Linked DNA regions of Culex quinquefasciatus: region 1 is linked to region 2. Evidence: chromatin contacts called from public Hi-C data. All regions are on one chromosome and are shown on one strand. Each heading gives the region's core, a stretch centred on a gene start, on an enhancer-like site or on the middle of the called end of the contact. The rest is flanking DNA. Distances are from core to core; before and after follow the strand shown. Region 1 holds the start of LOC6052288 (actin-histidine N-methyltransferase). Region 2 holds the start of LOC119769707.

Region 1 (7,446 bases), core at 4,580-7,079, 190 kb after region 2:
TTTTCTGAATATTTACTAAGGTTAAAGCCGTGAGGATGATAGAACATTTGGTGTTAGATGGACTTTTGTGTTACATTGGACGCCCAATTTGATGGTGTGCTCAAAATTCAGAAAAAACGTATTTTTCATCATAAAAGTCAATAAAAATAGTTTTGAAAGCGCTCCCGTTTCTCGTAACCGAACTGTCAAATAACGAAAGACATGTCATTTTATGGAATTTAATGTACTTCTCGAATCTTCAATAACCCACTTAGAAAAAATCATTTTCAAATTAGGGGAAGCTATCAACAAAAATAACCTAAAGATAAATCATACTCTATAATAAATGCAAGTCATTGGTAGGGACACTACTGACCTCGGAAAAATGCATTTTGATAATATTACCTTAAAAACAAAGTCTTATTTTGGGCTTTCCAAATGTTATAAAAAACAAAGGATTTGAAAAAAAACGTACGAGCGATTGTTTCTCTTGGTCTTCTTGGCCCTCTTTCCCCTGTGTTTTTTTTTATTTTTTGTAACTGTGAGGGGTTGTTTTTTAGAGTGTATCAATTTTTAACAAAGTTACTAGCTTGCACCGCCCCACCGTCGTGAAATATCGAAAAATGGACCTCGGATTCGTGATCAGAGTCCAAAATTACCCCATAGAGTAATGTTTCTGGAAATCGAAGAGGGGTCGCTTAAACTTTTCTAATGGTTTTGAGAAAAAATATCCGGATACCTACGGATATCGGATAATTATCCGTCTATCCGGAGCTCCGGATTTTGGATATCCGTTCGGATATCCGAACGGATATCCGGATATCCGGATACATTCGAAGTCCCAGCTCTAGTTTATAGGACCTTTTCAAAAAAAAAACTCTAGGAATGTTCTAAGTGTCACCCAAACTCCATTTTAAAATACCGATATATCTCAAAAACTAATGCTACGATTATCAATGGTAATAATTCGTGAAAATTTTCAAGGTAATTTAAATCAATACTTACATGCAAAAAAACTCGATTAAAAAAACCTTTTAAATTCATAATTCGGCAGCAAAATTTTTGATCATGTTTCTCTGTGGAACCAAAGGTACATTTTTGGTACACCAAAACATTAAAAAAATATAGCCTTCCCTCAGTGAGGTGAGGTGAGGAAGGCAAAACAAAAACCAAAAAATATTTTCCAGCCAGAACCAGTGTTGTAAATGAGTTATAGAAAAAAACTATCATTTGATGATTCTTGCACCAAAAAATCAGAATGTCAACCTGGGCATTCTCCTTCCATCACTCCTTTTCTTTTCCTTGTTCACGAACACTCGCCGAAGATTCTTTTGTTTTCTCCGAAAATCACAATGAAATGACGCCAGAGGAACCGACCACGCACTACGTCCCGTTAAACTGCGTAGGCAAATTTTGTGTTGTGGCTTATACCTTGTTGAGAAGGAATGATTGTGAATGCGGAATTGAGAGAAATAAAGAATGCCACACGGGGTTGTGTAAACACGCAATAGAGACCTATGTACATAGGAAACATATGGCACATTGGTGGTTTTGAAAAAGAAATCTAGATATTAAACCTTCCAAAATTACAGCTTCCCAATTTACACAATTTTTTACCCTGGAGGTTTCTTCCGGTAGCAAAATTATTGTACAAAAGAGATAAGAAAAATCAGCAAGTTGCAAGTCTGTAAGTTACAATGCCACGATCAAATCATACGATCATAAGAAGGTTCAAATAGGAACATTAACTCACCAATACAAATCGTACGTAAAGTTGTCCTTCAGCAGCGCCGTCTTGCTCTGGATAAACTTCTTGATGAACCCGTACTGCCGGGCGATATTTTTGCACTGATTCAGCGCCGGCACGAACGCACTGGTTCCCTTCAGCTCGGCCATATCGGCCGGGGTAAAGTACAGCACCGTCGAGTACCGATCCGGCAGCACATCCAGGTACGGCTTCCACACGCTGTTCGGCTGGAAGCGCTCCACGATCAGCAGCAGCGCCAGCATCAAATTGGACAGATTTTGCACCATCATCACCGGGATGTCCTTCATAATGTCCGGGATCTTACTGTCGGCCGTCACCGAAAAAATCAGCTTCCGCGGCACCGTCACAAAAACTTCCCCTGCGCTGAAATCCCGCGTCGCTTCCAACCCCAGCTCGAAGCCGGAAAATTCGGAAATTTTGATCCCATCAAACTGGCAGCCGTGCTCCTTGGCCCACCGGCAGAACGACTCGATGTTGGCCTGGCGGGGCTTTCCGTTGCTGGTTTTCAGCTTCAGCTCCGATTCCAGCTTGCGGATGCGCTCCAGCACCGAGTACATTTCCTGGTACTGGGCGTACTGCTCGTTTACGGTGGGCGTTTTCATGAAGCTACTCTTTATCAACGAGTCGACCAGCGTGTTCAGCTCGTTCTGCTTGGTCATCGATAGCTTCTTGCCGCTGGAGGTAGCCATGCTGGGAGCACCGGTCATAGCCAGGTTGGAACTTAAACTTGCTTCTCTGTATCGCGATTGTACGACTAGCTTTTATGTTGCGTATTTTGTGTTGCAGTAACTACCTATTTTTTAGATAAATGTCAATAAGATGCTTTAAAAAACCAAGAAAGAACTGTATCATTTAAAACAATACGCTTTAAACTACACCCAAACAAAAGAAAAGCGATGATTTAGCTGCGCTACACCCACAGGCTAGAAATGCTGCCGAAACTGTTATCCTGGTCTTGCTACATTTAATAATAGCTTTTCTATCAAAATATGCATGAAACGCACCGACCCGATCTACAGTCCTCACCAATACATAGAAGATTGTTGTGCTTTGCTTCTTTGATATCACGGTTTTAACGTGTTGGAGCGTTGCCACATGTACAGATTTATCTGTCATGGTACAGATTTTCAGCAAAGATCTGAGTACAGAATCTGTACGTACAGATGACAGATATTTGGATCACCGTACTGATTTTTACAGATTTTCAGATAAAAAAGATTCTTACTCAAAATGATATTATTGTAACTATTCAATTGCAGTTATTGCAATTATCTCAACATTTAAAAACTTTTCATTGATTAAATCTAGTTTAACTTTTGAAACATTTAGAAATGGATCATGCTTATATTTTTTAACGATCTTAGATCCATTTATGCTAGAATATTTTGAACTAGGAGTCTCTCTTAAAATACTAACCCCCAGTACGCCGCGGGTAATTGGCTTCCTCCCACAAACATTTACACACAAGATCCTCTGTAGTTTTAGGATTTTCTTAGGTTTAAGAAAACTGCATTTACAAAAGCAGACTCATTGCTAACCAGGTTTCAGTACCGACAAGGACCTAATACAAATAATTTATAGCATTTCGTTCTAATAAAGTTATAACATAATTTACAGCATTTCCCATTCTTCTCAAAAATGATTTTGAAATGAAGGAGAACACAGGTAAAATAAAATCTAAAATACTTCAAAAATTTAATAAAAGTTGTACTGAACCATACAGAAAATAATGTGGCATAAAGTTCATTGTATTTTTTTTATTAATTTGAGTATATTTTTAAATTATATGAAAACAACATGATTTTTTCATATTCATAATCTTGCTTATTGCATTTAAAGCATTTTTTGCAAAAAAAAAAGTTTGATAATAAAAATTATCTTTTTAGCATTCCATACTTTACATGCACTAAATTTGAAACATATTTACAACCGCCATGTAGTTGCCTGAATATTACAAAATTTAATCCTCGTTTTTTTCAAAACATTATTATTTGTTTCTTGAAAGGTAACACCATTATGTCACATTAAACTATTTAGTAAATGGAATATGGTCAAAGTAAATTTTATTGAAAGTTTTCGATAAATCATGTTTTGTACCGTAAACTGGATCAATCGGGACTGCAGTCTGTATGAATATGGATTACAGTCTAACTTAAATTATTTGATTCTTAAATTCCTGAATTCTTATATTCTTAAATTCCTGAATACTTAAATTCTGAAATTCTGAAATTCTGAAATTCTGAATTTCTTAAATTCTTAAATTTATAAATTCTTAAATTCTTAATTTTTTAAATTCTTGAATTCTTAAATTTTTAAATTCTTAAATTCTTAAATTCTTAAATTCTTAAATTCTTAAATTCTTAAATTCTTAAATTCTTAAATTCTTAAATTCTTAAATTCTTAAATTCTTAAATTCTTAAATTCTTAAATTCTTAAATTCTTAAATTCTTAAATTCTTAAATTCTTAAATTCTTAAATTCTTAAATTCTTAAATTCATAAATGCTTTAATTCTTGAATTCTTTGATATTTTGAAAAATTTTAATCTGGGTATGATTTGAAATTCTAGATATTTATTTAGAATTTTAAATTTTTTGGATTATAATTTTGAATTTGAAGGATTTTGAATGTATGAATTATTAAATTATATTATTTTATTTTTATTAATTTTTAATTATTAGAATTTTAAAGCTTTGAATTTGTTATTTTTAAATTTTATTTTGTATATATATTTCTTTTTATTTTCTTAACCATAGATTTTTTTAGTTTTAATATTTGTATTTTTGAATCTGTGTGTTTATTAATTTTCTCTTTGGTTTACTTCTTTTCAAGCAAAATACAAAATCCTTCCTTTTAATTTCAAGATTCTGCTTTTTGAGATTCGGCATCAAGAGGCAATTCGGAATTTTCAATATTATAATATCGATTACAAAATTATTGATACATTTATGACTTTCAGTTGCAATAAAATAAACAAATTCTGAATATTTAAATTTTTTCACTAGAACTTTTGCAAACAAACATCGCGCGAAGGAACGTCACGCGAAGAAACGGCTTTCCTTGGCCGTTTCTTAGATGTTTTTTATATGGAGTTTTGCGTTCCTTCCAAGCTGCATATCAGCGTTTAGTGTTGTCATAAGATTGTTCAAAATGCATGTTAAAAAAAAGTTTTTTACAAAAAATATACCGTACAGATAATGGTACAGATATTCGCCATGCTTGGTACAGATAAGACAGATTTTTGGACCCTCTGATACAGACGAGCATGTGGTAACACTGTTGGATTCCGATATACGTTCACGTAAATTTTTCAGCAAAATCATGCAACCCTCGGTTGAGTGTAGTTTGAGTGATTTTTTTTTCAGGCAAAACAGGCGAATACGTCCTTTAATCGGCTTAAAATAAAATGAACAAATCTTTCAAACTATTAAAAATATAGGGCAGATTGCACATGTGCCCTAGGTCAACCACCTTTCAAATTCAATCTTTTTTGTTTACAGATAAATTTGAATTTAATAAAGTTAATTTCTTCCAGAAATGGTTAAACCCCGACCCAAATGTGATCTCCCTTTTGCACTCGATCTACCCACGATTAATCACACTCACACGCACCGATTTATTTGATTAGGTCAGTATCGCACGACAAAACACCACCGGCGGCGACACTTTCGAGATTTATTGCTTGATTGTTATTTATTTACGATTAACTGCCCGCTATTTAGTACCAACCGCACACCACGTCTTCCCGATTAAACCGGCCGTCACTTGTTTTTCTCGTATTCCCGAACCACCCAATAAAAAAACGTGACAAAAAATCTCGATTTTTTCACGTTCTACCACACGACGGAACGTGACACGAAACTGCACACTTGCGTGCGTGTGTGTACAGAGCGAAACCGGAACGAACCGTTTTGAGGTCGGGGGCCCACGTTAACTTCCGTTAAAAATAGCTATTTGTGGACGGTGGAACTGACGCAAGAGTACCGCTAGTTAGGATTTATTTACATCAAAAGTCTCATATTTTTCTACGGTACGTTGCGTATCTGTTTCACGGACCGGCAAGTGCAGCAAACGTCACGAAGGGGCGGAATCAAAACAAAAGAGGCAAATGTCAAAAGTTCTGACAGCCGGGCGACGGGACGTTGTTGAAGCTGAAACAGCGACGGAACGAGGAGGAAGCGACCAGTTTTGGAGTTTAAAATTTAGCGAGTAATCAAAGCTAGCGAGCGCTAAAGTTTGTTTTGACGTTTTAGTAAGATAGAAAAGCAGTGATGGCGCTACGTCCGAAAGGTGAGTCTCTGTTTAAGCTCGAATCTCCGGATTTCGGGATCAATGTTGTCGTATGCGTGAGTGAATGAGAAATAAATCAGTCTTGTAACGTTGCGGAGCTCCAGCAGAAACAATCATCGAGTATTCTGCTGGAACAGTCGGAAACGTAGTTTCGTGTCAATCGTTCTAACCACTGATTGGCTACGTAACCCTATTTGTTTTATTTACATCTTTACGTAAACAAGGTTTCTCCACCCACGACCAAGGATTTTCCATTAACCAGTGCCGTAATTAAATCCACCCAATGAGCTCGTAAAGATCTCCTTCCTCCACCATGCGAAAGTTCCACCGCTTCCTGGCGTTCACCGTGGCGCTGCTTATCCTGTACCTTGTCTACCGCTACTCGTTCCAAGTGGACAGCGACGGGCACTATCTGTTCCTGAAGCCCCTGGAAGCGACCGGTTCCGGCAGTGGACGCGGCTACCTGACGTTGCTGCAAAGCGCCGATGGCAACGAGGGCGACGATACGCGGGAATCTCCGGCGGATCCCAAGCGGTTGGTAAATCTGACGGACTTTCGCTTCCAAATTGGGAACGACATCTGCAAGGAGAACGGGAGCTTCTCCGAGCTGCTGGGTGAGTGGTTACGGGATTTGGGTTGGGTCATTCGAAGACGTTGATGGTTGTTGTTTTAGGAGTTATCCTGGTGACGTCCTACGTTGGAAATGATGCGCTCAGGTCGGCTCACAGACAAGCTATTTCGCAACAGAAGTTGATCTCGATGGGATTGCTACGGATTTTTTCCTTGGCAGCTATTCCGAGCAGGGAGAAGTTTATGGTTCAAAAAGCCATCGTTGATGAACAGCGAATTTTCGGAGATTTGATACAAGGAGAGTTCCTAGAAGCTTACAGAAATCTCACGTACAAACACATAATGAGTCTGAAATGGGGAACCGAACATTGCAGAAAAGCCAAGTTCCTGATCAAAATGGATGACGACATCGTTTACGATCCGTTCTACATCCAGAACTATCTGTCCGATTTGGACAGTCATCAAAAGCCGGAACAGCGGTACCTTTTAGCAGGTTTCACCTTCACCAACAAAAAGGTGATTCGCCTAAAAGCCAACAAGTGGTTTGTCAGCCGAGATGAGTTTCCTGCCGACGTGTATCCGCCGTATCTGTCCGGTTGGCTTTACATCACGAACCAGCGGACGGCTCGGGAGTTGGTGCTCCAGTCGGAGCGCACACCATTTTTCTGGATCGATGACACGTACGTGACGGGAATTCTCGCCGAGCGAGCCCACATCCAGCTGACTAGTCTGAACAAGTGGTTCAGCGCCAACTCGGAGTTTCTGGACTGCTGCATCCGGGACATGAAGCGCTTCTCGTACCAGTGCGATTACTACGTGGGACCTAACGGTGGCAACCAAC
Region 2 (7,391 bases), core at 3,758-6,257:
TATTCCCGAAAAAGACACGCGGCATACCAGCCTCGAAACGACGTGCCGCACTTTCGGCAAATGCGCGCTGTCAAATCCCATACTGCGCGTTTTGATTTTGTTGATCTTCTTCTTCGAATTGCATGACATTGTTGCCGGGTATGTTTTATATTGCATCAAAAGTGCAGAAAATTGCTGGCAACTGTGTCTGCGGCACATTCTGAAATGCCACGCGGCGTGTACCTTCGAGAGAAACGGACAATATCAGGTTTTATGTCTTTTTTCCAATTTCTAAAGTTCTAAATTTTTGCTTTTTACTCGTGTTTTTACTTTTGTTTTTATTTTTAGAATATTTGTGTTGCTTATCTGTCAGATCGTCAGCAAAGTTCCTACTTGAGAGCTCATTCCAAGGGGACCACAGTTGATCCTTCGAAAAAATGTTGTCTTGACATAGGGCTTTTGTACCCAATTGGGTACTAAAGCCCTGTGTCAATTTTTATGTACAACGGTAAAAAACACGATTAAAAACCATTTCTGATTTTTTTTTCATTTTAACTCAAAAAAAAATTTGACAAGACAACATTTTTTCGATGGATCAACTATGGTCCCCTTGGAACGAGCTGTCAAGTAGGAGCTTTTCTGTCAAGAAGGACCGCGAGGTTAATTTTTCAAAATTGATTTAAAAATCCATTTTAAACTCTTTGTGGTCGTACAAAGGGTCATTGTACTCAGAAAAATAAGCTTTATCGCTGTAAACAAAAATATCAGCAATCTAAGCTTCATTTTAGGACCCAATTTGAACATAATTTGCAATTTGAAATTTTGATTAATTTTACCCAAAAATAGCTAAACAATCTCAAATGTGTAATAGAGTTATCTACGTGCGCATGTATTACGTATACGTACACGAAAAAGATTGAGGTTAAATTTTGTACCGGCCAGCAAAACAAATGGTGCGCTAGTGTGTGTGAGGTCGGGCTTATGGTACGTTCGTTTGAAGAGCCAGTGCGGCACTGAGTGCCGCACTCGTCGGTGCCAGTTTTGGTTCAATCGAACGTCATTTGTCAGTGCGCGTGGAACTCGCATGAAACTGAAAAAAATATCAAGTGCGGCACTAGAGTTTCAGTTCCAAGATGGCGGTGAAACTCGTGCGGAACGGCGCGAGTAATATTAGAGTTTCCAGCCCCTTGTTATCGACTTAATTTTGCTGGGCGAGATAGGACGCCGTCTATTTTTAGACGATGACTCAGCACTTTTCCACTTTTGCACCACAAAAAACCAGGTGGCAGCACGATGTAACGCCACGTCCCTATAGAGATCTCCACGGTTTCTCTCACGCACACCATGATTCTTTGTTAGTATTCGTATTTAAAGTATTGTTTTGATTTTGATCGATTGTGATTGGCTGAATTTCAAGCAGCTGATTTTGTTTACACTATTTTTACGCAGACATAGGCAAATCGAGTAGACTAGTCGCCTGTAAAAACCAGCTGTTTACCACGTGCTCGTGGTATAACAAAGGACACAGCTGATTTTGACAGACGAATCATTCTACTCGATTTGCCTGTGTCTGCGTGTAACTAAACTCCAAACTAACACACTCTCGCGCGTGGATATCTCTATTAGATAACTCTATTGACTCTAATGGTACGTTCGTTTGAACAGCCAGTGCGTCACTGAGTGCCACACTCGTCGGTGCCAGTTTTGGTTCAAACGAACATTCTTTTTCAGTGTGCATGGAACTCGCATGAAACTGAAAAAATATCGAATGCGGCACTAGAGTTTCAGTTCCAAGATGGCGGCGAAACTCGTGCGGAACTAGCACGAGTTTCTTCAAACACTTTGACAGCTCTGAGTGCGGCACTCAGTGCGGAACTAGCCCTCAAACCATAGATTATTAATCAAGTAGATGTCCCACTTGGAAATTGCTCCATATACCTAGTTGGCGACACCCCTTTAGCGCTGTGCGCGCCACCATCGTCAGTTTACAGGTACTATATTGGTAAACATGATCGTAGTACTCAGGGCACTTTCCTGTTTTAAATTGGTTTTTCTTTTTGACAACAAAGTGTCACCAAGTGTCTCAATTCTCGCTTCTCTTTAGATTTCTGAGTGAGGAATCTACAGACAAGGACCACGGTGACCTCCCTTTCGGCGGGTTGTATCGGACGGGATGTTTTCACGTCCTCGATTCGGCCAATTTCATCGACGAAAAGTCCATGGCACGGAGTGCCATTTTCTCCCTAGGCAAGCAAATTAATGCGCAGCGCGGTGATTCCTTGCAGATAGGGCGAGATCTTGTTAGGAATGGCCTTGACTTTCATGCCGCTGGAGATCGATTTCCTGGCCAGAAAGATCCGTAACGTTGACGAAGGTGTCGTTGAAGCTAAAGTAGATGTAGGCCAGTCCGAACACGACCCAGCCCTCGCGGACTTGCGGTCTTAATGAAACCTAGGCCTCCTCCTTAACGGGTTTTTCTTGCAGGAAGCCATGCGGGAGTGAATTGAGCAGAGTTCCCAAATGAACCGGTTAGGCTAGGTTCACCTATAAACTTGGTTCGGCTTAAGCCTCAATTTGTGGTTCAATCCTGGTTCAGTGAACCATGAACCATGGCTTAAGCCAGGCTAACCAGGCTAATGAGAACCATATTAGAGTGTAGCAATGTTACAATGTAACATTCATTATACCGTAACATCCGTTACACCGTAATATGATTACACCGTAACATTGTTACACCACAACATTCGTTACACCGTAACATTGTTACACCATAACATTGTTACACTGTAACACTGTAACATTGTTACACCGTAACATTGTTACACCGTAACATTGCTACACCGTAACATTGTTACACCGTAACATTGTTATAACGTAACATTGTTACACCGTAACATTGTTACACCGTAACGTTGTTACACCGTAACATTCGTTACACCGTAGTTTGGTTACACCGTAACATTGTTATACCGTAGCAGTGTTACTACGTAACATTGTTACACCGCACCATTCGTTACACCGTACCATTCGTTACACCGTAGTTTGGTTACACCACAACATGGTTACACCGCAACATTCGTTGCATCGTAGTTACGGTATAACAATGTTACGGTGTAATAATGTTACGGTGTAACAATTTAACCGTGTAACAATGTTACGGTGTAACAATGTTACGGTGTAACAATGTTACTGTGCAACAATGTTACGGTGTAACAATGTTACGGTGTAACAATGTTACGGTGTAACAATTTAACCGTGTAACAATGTTACGGTGTAACAATGTTACGGTGTAACAATGTTACGGTGTAACAATGTTACGGTGTAACAATGTTACGGTGTAATGAATGTTGCGGTGTAACAATGTTACGGTGTAACGAATGTTGTGGTGTAACAATGTTACGGTGTAATCATACTACGGTGTAGCGAATGTTACGGTTTGAGCATACTACGGTGTAACAAAGCTTGCCGTTTAGCCTAACATTCTTTGATCAGGTTCAAGCCAGGTTCAAGCCAATGGTTCATTTTGGCTAGCCTCGCCTGGTTTGAACCAAATGAACCATGGCTCACGGCACTCAGTGAGCCTGAGCCGACGGTGCTTGCCGACGTGTGGTGTGAACCTGAACCAAAAAAATGAACCTAGCCTAACCGATGGCTTAGGCTCGTGGGAACACTGGAATTGAGCTAGCACGGCCTCCGGGGTATTCATCATCCGAAGCCTCAACGTGACCTGGGATTACAAGAATTACACCGAGCCGTGGAAGGAGTAGTGGAGCAAACAGCATAAGGTCTACATCTCGGTCAATGACTTTTCCAATGTTCAGAGCCATACATTCAAGAAAAAAGGAATTTTCAAAGCAATGATCAAGGCGCAACTCTATCAAAAACTATGTGAACCTTTTGCACGAACACTACACGGTTTACAATAAAAATAGAATTCAGTCTGGTTGTGAATTAAATTTTGTGGAATGACGGAAAAACTTGTAAAACCTGAAATGTAAGCAAATTCAGCATTTTTTGTAGCTTTGTATTCGTACTTAAAAATTATTCAATTTTTTTTTTACATAAAATCGCACTATTTGCTGCCAGTTCTGCGACAGTTGGCACAGCCATTCGAGGAACAAGTTTTGGATAGCTTCGTGGGTCGCGCCATGTGCTGCTTGGTAGCATCCGGCTTGTGCTTCGGCTTGGCCTCGCGTTCTCGTTCCTCTTGAAACGCCTTCTTCATCGAACTCTGTTGCATTAGGCTCAACGGAGTCAATTCGCGAGGCCACGCTGGAGCGGAACATGCAGAGGCTGACTGTGAAGCGCAAGCAGACTCCAGCAACGAGCAGCAGCGAAAGTGACTTGGCCTCCGCTTGGCCGGAAAGCTCCAAGTCTGCTGGGTCGAAGCGGACTCCCAGTAGCTCGCCAAAGAATTGGTTTAACCTTAAAGAGCAGAGCAGAGAATTTTCAATTTGGAGGCATTTTTGGTAAAACTTTGTTTTCACTCACCTGCCATAGTCGACAAAACATTAAGCCGAACTGAGCGACTTCCGGAGTAACGATTTGAGGAGGTTGGCCAAAGTTGTATGGAATCCGTACTGGCGAAGGCAGGATTTCCGATACTCCAAACAGGCAGCTTAACGCAGTAAAGTTGGCATGACCATCAAAAAATCGCGAAAAGGCAAGATTCTCTGATTATCGAAATGTTTTGACTTGCTCCCGAGAAGTTGATACGTCAAAGTTTGAAAACAGAGGTTGCTATCATAGCAACCTCCAGAACGCTGAACTGAAACTGGGGAAAACAACGTTTCCCTTCGGAAATATCCAAAATTAGTACCTGTGAATCGCCACCAGGTGCAAAAGTGGCGTGGCGGTAGCGTCACCAGCCCCAACAGGGGAGTGGCATATCTATATATATTTAGTCTATGCTCAAACGAACGTACCATAAATTTCACCACCTGGGCTGCTGCCTGTCATGAAGGAGGCAGAATTTCGCCCTCTTCGCTTTCATTTTGCACCTCCATTTGCCGCCGCTTCTGATTCTTTTCCTTTCTCACAAAATTCTCAATCGTCGTCGCGAACGGACGTGAATTTTCGCGTTGCCGTCGTCGTCGTGATCCCGTTTTTTTTGTTCGCCGACTGCTTTGCTTTTTTTTTTTCAAGATCAAATTCTCGTTTCCGGATCATCGCTGTGAAGGTTGAAGGTGATTTTGGCGTGAGATACTTTTTTTTTTTTGGTTTGAGAAGGAAGTGAAGGGATTTGAGGAGAAATTTGGCTTTTCGTGTGTGAATAAAGTTCAAAAAAGGTCAACGCGCTCTGCATTGTTGGCCGTGGGAGGAGAAAAGTGAATGCTGGCAGAAGCAAATTTAGGTAAAATATTTCGTAACCAAAGAAACGCACGCGAGTCACAGCTCCATAAATAGAACGTGGGTTTCGGCTGTACGGCGTAGTAGGCGCCTGGACACTCGGCTGATGGACCACCTTTTTCTTTTGGTTTTCTTGCAGACTCGCGCCGCCATCTTTGATTGACCGTGGATTTGTGGTGCGGTTTTGTTAAGAAACGTTTGAAAGCGTCGTAAATATGATGAATCCGGTCAGCAAGATTCACTTCAACAGTTCGACCGGCGTGTCGCTGAACGACCGGTTCACGATCATGTCCAAGGTGAGCCCGCCGGAGAAAGGGGGCGGCGGCGGTTCGTCGGGGCGTTCCTCCGGGAGTGGCGGCTCATCCGGCGGACTCCGGAAGCGCTCCAACTCGGTCGATTCGATTCCGTCGCGCGGTTCGCTTGCGAACCGGGCCTTTGTCAGTCAGCTGGACCGGCGCCACCTGGGACAGCAGCGATCGGCGCTTCAGTTGCGAAATGTGAGTTTGTTTTAGGGTAGTTGGAGCTGTTGTTGACTTTTGTTGTTTTTTTTTCTGCAGAGAAATATCAGATCTGGCCGTCAGCGACTCAATCGCAGCAACATAAGTTCCCGCGTACAGCTGCGCCGTGCGGCCGGCAACACACTCACGCTGGCCGGAGGTTCCCGGCGAATGCAGCGGTCCAACAGTTTGTCGGATATTGCTACGTAAGTTGGCACGAAAGCTTGCGCTGAGATAGGGGTCTAATTCCGGATCTTCCCACAGAATGAACGCCGACTATTACGAGCGCAAGTCGCCACTCAAGCGCTCCAACTCGCAGGCCAGCCTTGCGGCCCGGTTGGGCAACCCCAACGGGCGTAGCCGGTCCCGCGTCCGAGGTCGCTCGCAGCAGCGCAATCAGTCCCGTTCGCGGGGTCGTTCCCGGTCCAACTCGGGCGCCCGCGGTGGTGGTCCCGGAGGACGAGTCTCCCGGTCGCGCTCCCGTGGCGGCAATCCCGCGGCCAACGGTCGCGCCAGATCTCGCAGTGCTGCCAACGGAAGAAACGCCGGCTTCGAAGGTCGCGTCGGGCGGGGCGGCGGCCGTGGAGGACGTGGCCCGATGCTGCAGCGTCGCAACAGCACGATGAAGGCACGATCCGCGTCGCGCTCGGCCTCGGTCAATGGCCGGTTGGGCGGCAACCGTACCGCGCGTCCCATGTCCGGTGGCGGATTCCGCGGAGGACGCATTGGCAAACGGGGACTGCGACGGGGAGGCGGAGGAGCAGGCGCCGTTGGACGGAACGGAAACGCCGGCGGAAGACCGGGACGCACCCTGCAGAGGTAATGGCCACGATGCTTTGGTTGAGGAAGAATTCTGGGAACCACCCGTGACAGGATGCATACCTTTCGGATCTCTTTAACATGGATTTGCCGATCTGATCTACAAGAAATCTGACACTCCTGCACCAACCGTAGTTTGGGGGACCTTTCTCGTAGAACCACAGTTTGCTCCAGGGTCGAGTGGACGGAGTTTTATTTCAAGCTAATCGCTAATATTATCCAGGACACGGAGTACTGTTGTGAGTGTTTGCACTTGGCAATCGGTCAGTAACCTTTCAAGCAGCTCGGAGTAGAAGCCACCAGGTCGAAATGAATAAGCAATTCCCTAAATCAACAACTTATGGGCCAACAACGTCTTCAAACACAAGCAAACGAACGTCAACATCTCGCCAGATAACCAAATCTTGAATTGAACACAACTTGGAGCGCTCAAAGTGCAGTTTGATTTTTGAAGACCATTTCATCCTCAAAGAAGACATCTTTATCCAAAACTCGGAACTCCAACAAGCGTTCCAAGCCTGGTTTACCATCAACACCCCACCCGCCAATAGGTTACTGATCGTTGCAAGTCATGGACAGCGAAACTCCACCTTATCAAGCAAACTAGTTCTCATTGTGCCCAGAAGAAGACAGAGACCTTAACCGCGTTGGCGCGCCAATTTAAACGGACTTGCCGCAACCGTAACGCGCTCGCACCTCCCAAAAGTGTGCTTTTCTTGCAGAATTAAGCCGTTCCAGCGCAGCGCG

Evidence for each region. Hi-C and Micro-C count contacts between places; a contact is called where the count stands out from the background.
Region 1: a contact with region 2 is called in a Hi-C map of whole body, with 7 times the contacts expected there. The contact joins the promoter of LOC6052288 here to the promoter of LOC119769707 in region 2. A contact is called at or near these places in 2 of 2 Hi-C or Micro-C datasets (both in whole body).

The regions. Positions count from the first base shown.
Region 1 is chr3:27,887,657-27,895,102 of VPISU_Cqui_1.0_pri_paternal, forward strand. It overlaps LOC6052288 (actin-histidine N-methyltransferase), which reads right to left and starts at 5,830. Exons shown (of 4, transcript XM_038265205.1): 1 at 5,653-5,830; 2 at 1,733-2,569. The coding sequence starts at 2,454. It overlaps LOC6042223 (beta-1,3-galactosyltransferase 5), which reads left to right and starts at 5,912. Exons shown (of 3, transcript XM_038265206.1): 1 at 5,912-6,035; 2 at 6,260-6,649; 3 at 6,709-7,446. The coding sequence starts at 6,349.
Region 2 is chr3:27,698,844-27,706,234 of VPISU_Cqui_1.0_pri_paternal, forward strand. It overlaps LOC119769707, which reads left to right and starts at 5,008. Exons shown (of 7, transcript XR_005278492.1): 1 at 5,008-5,332; 2 at 5,468-5,825; 3 at 5,886-6,031; 4 at 6,090-6,644.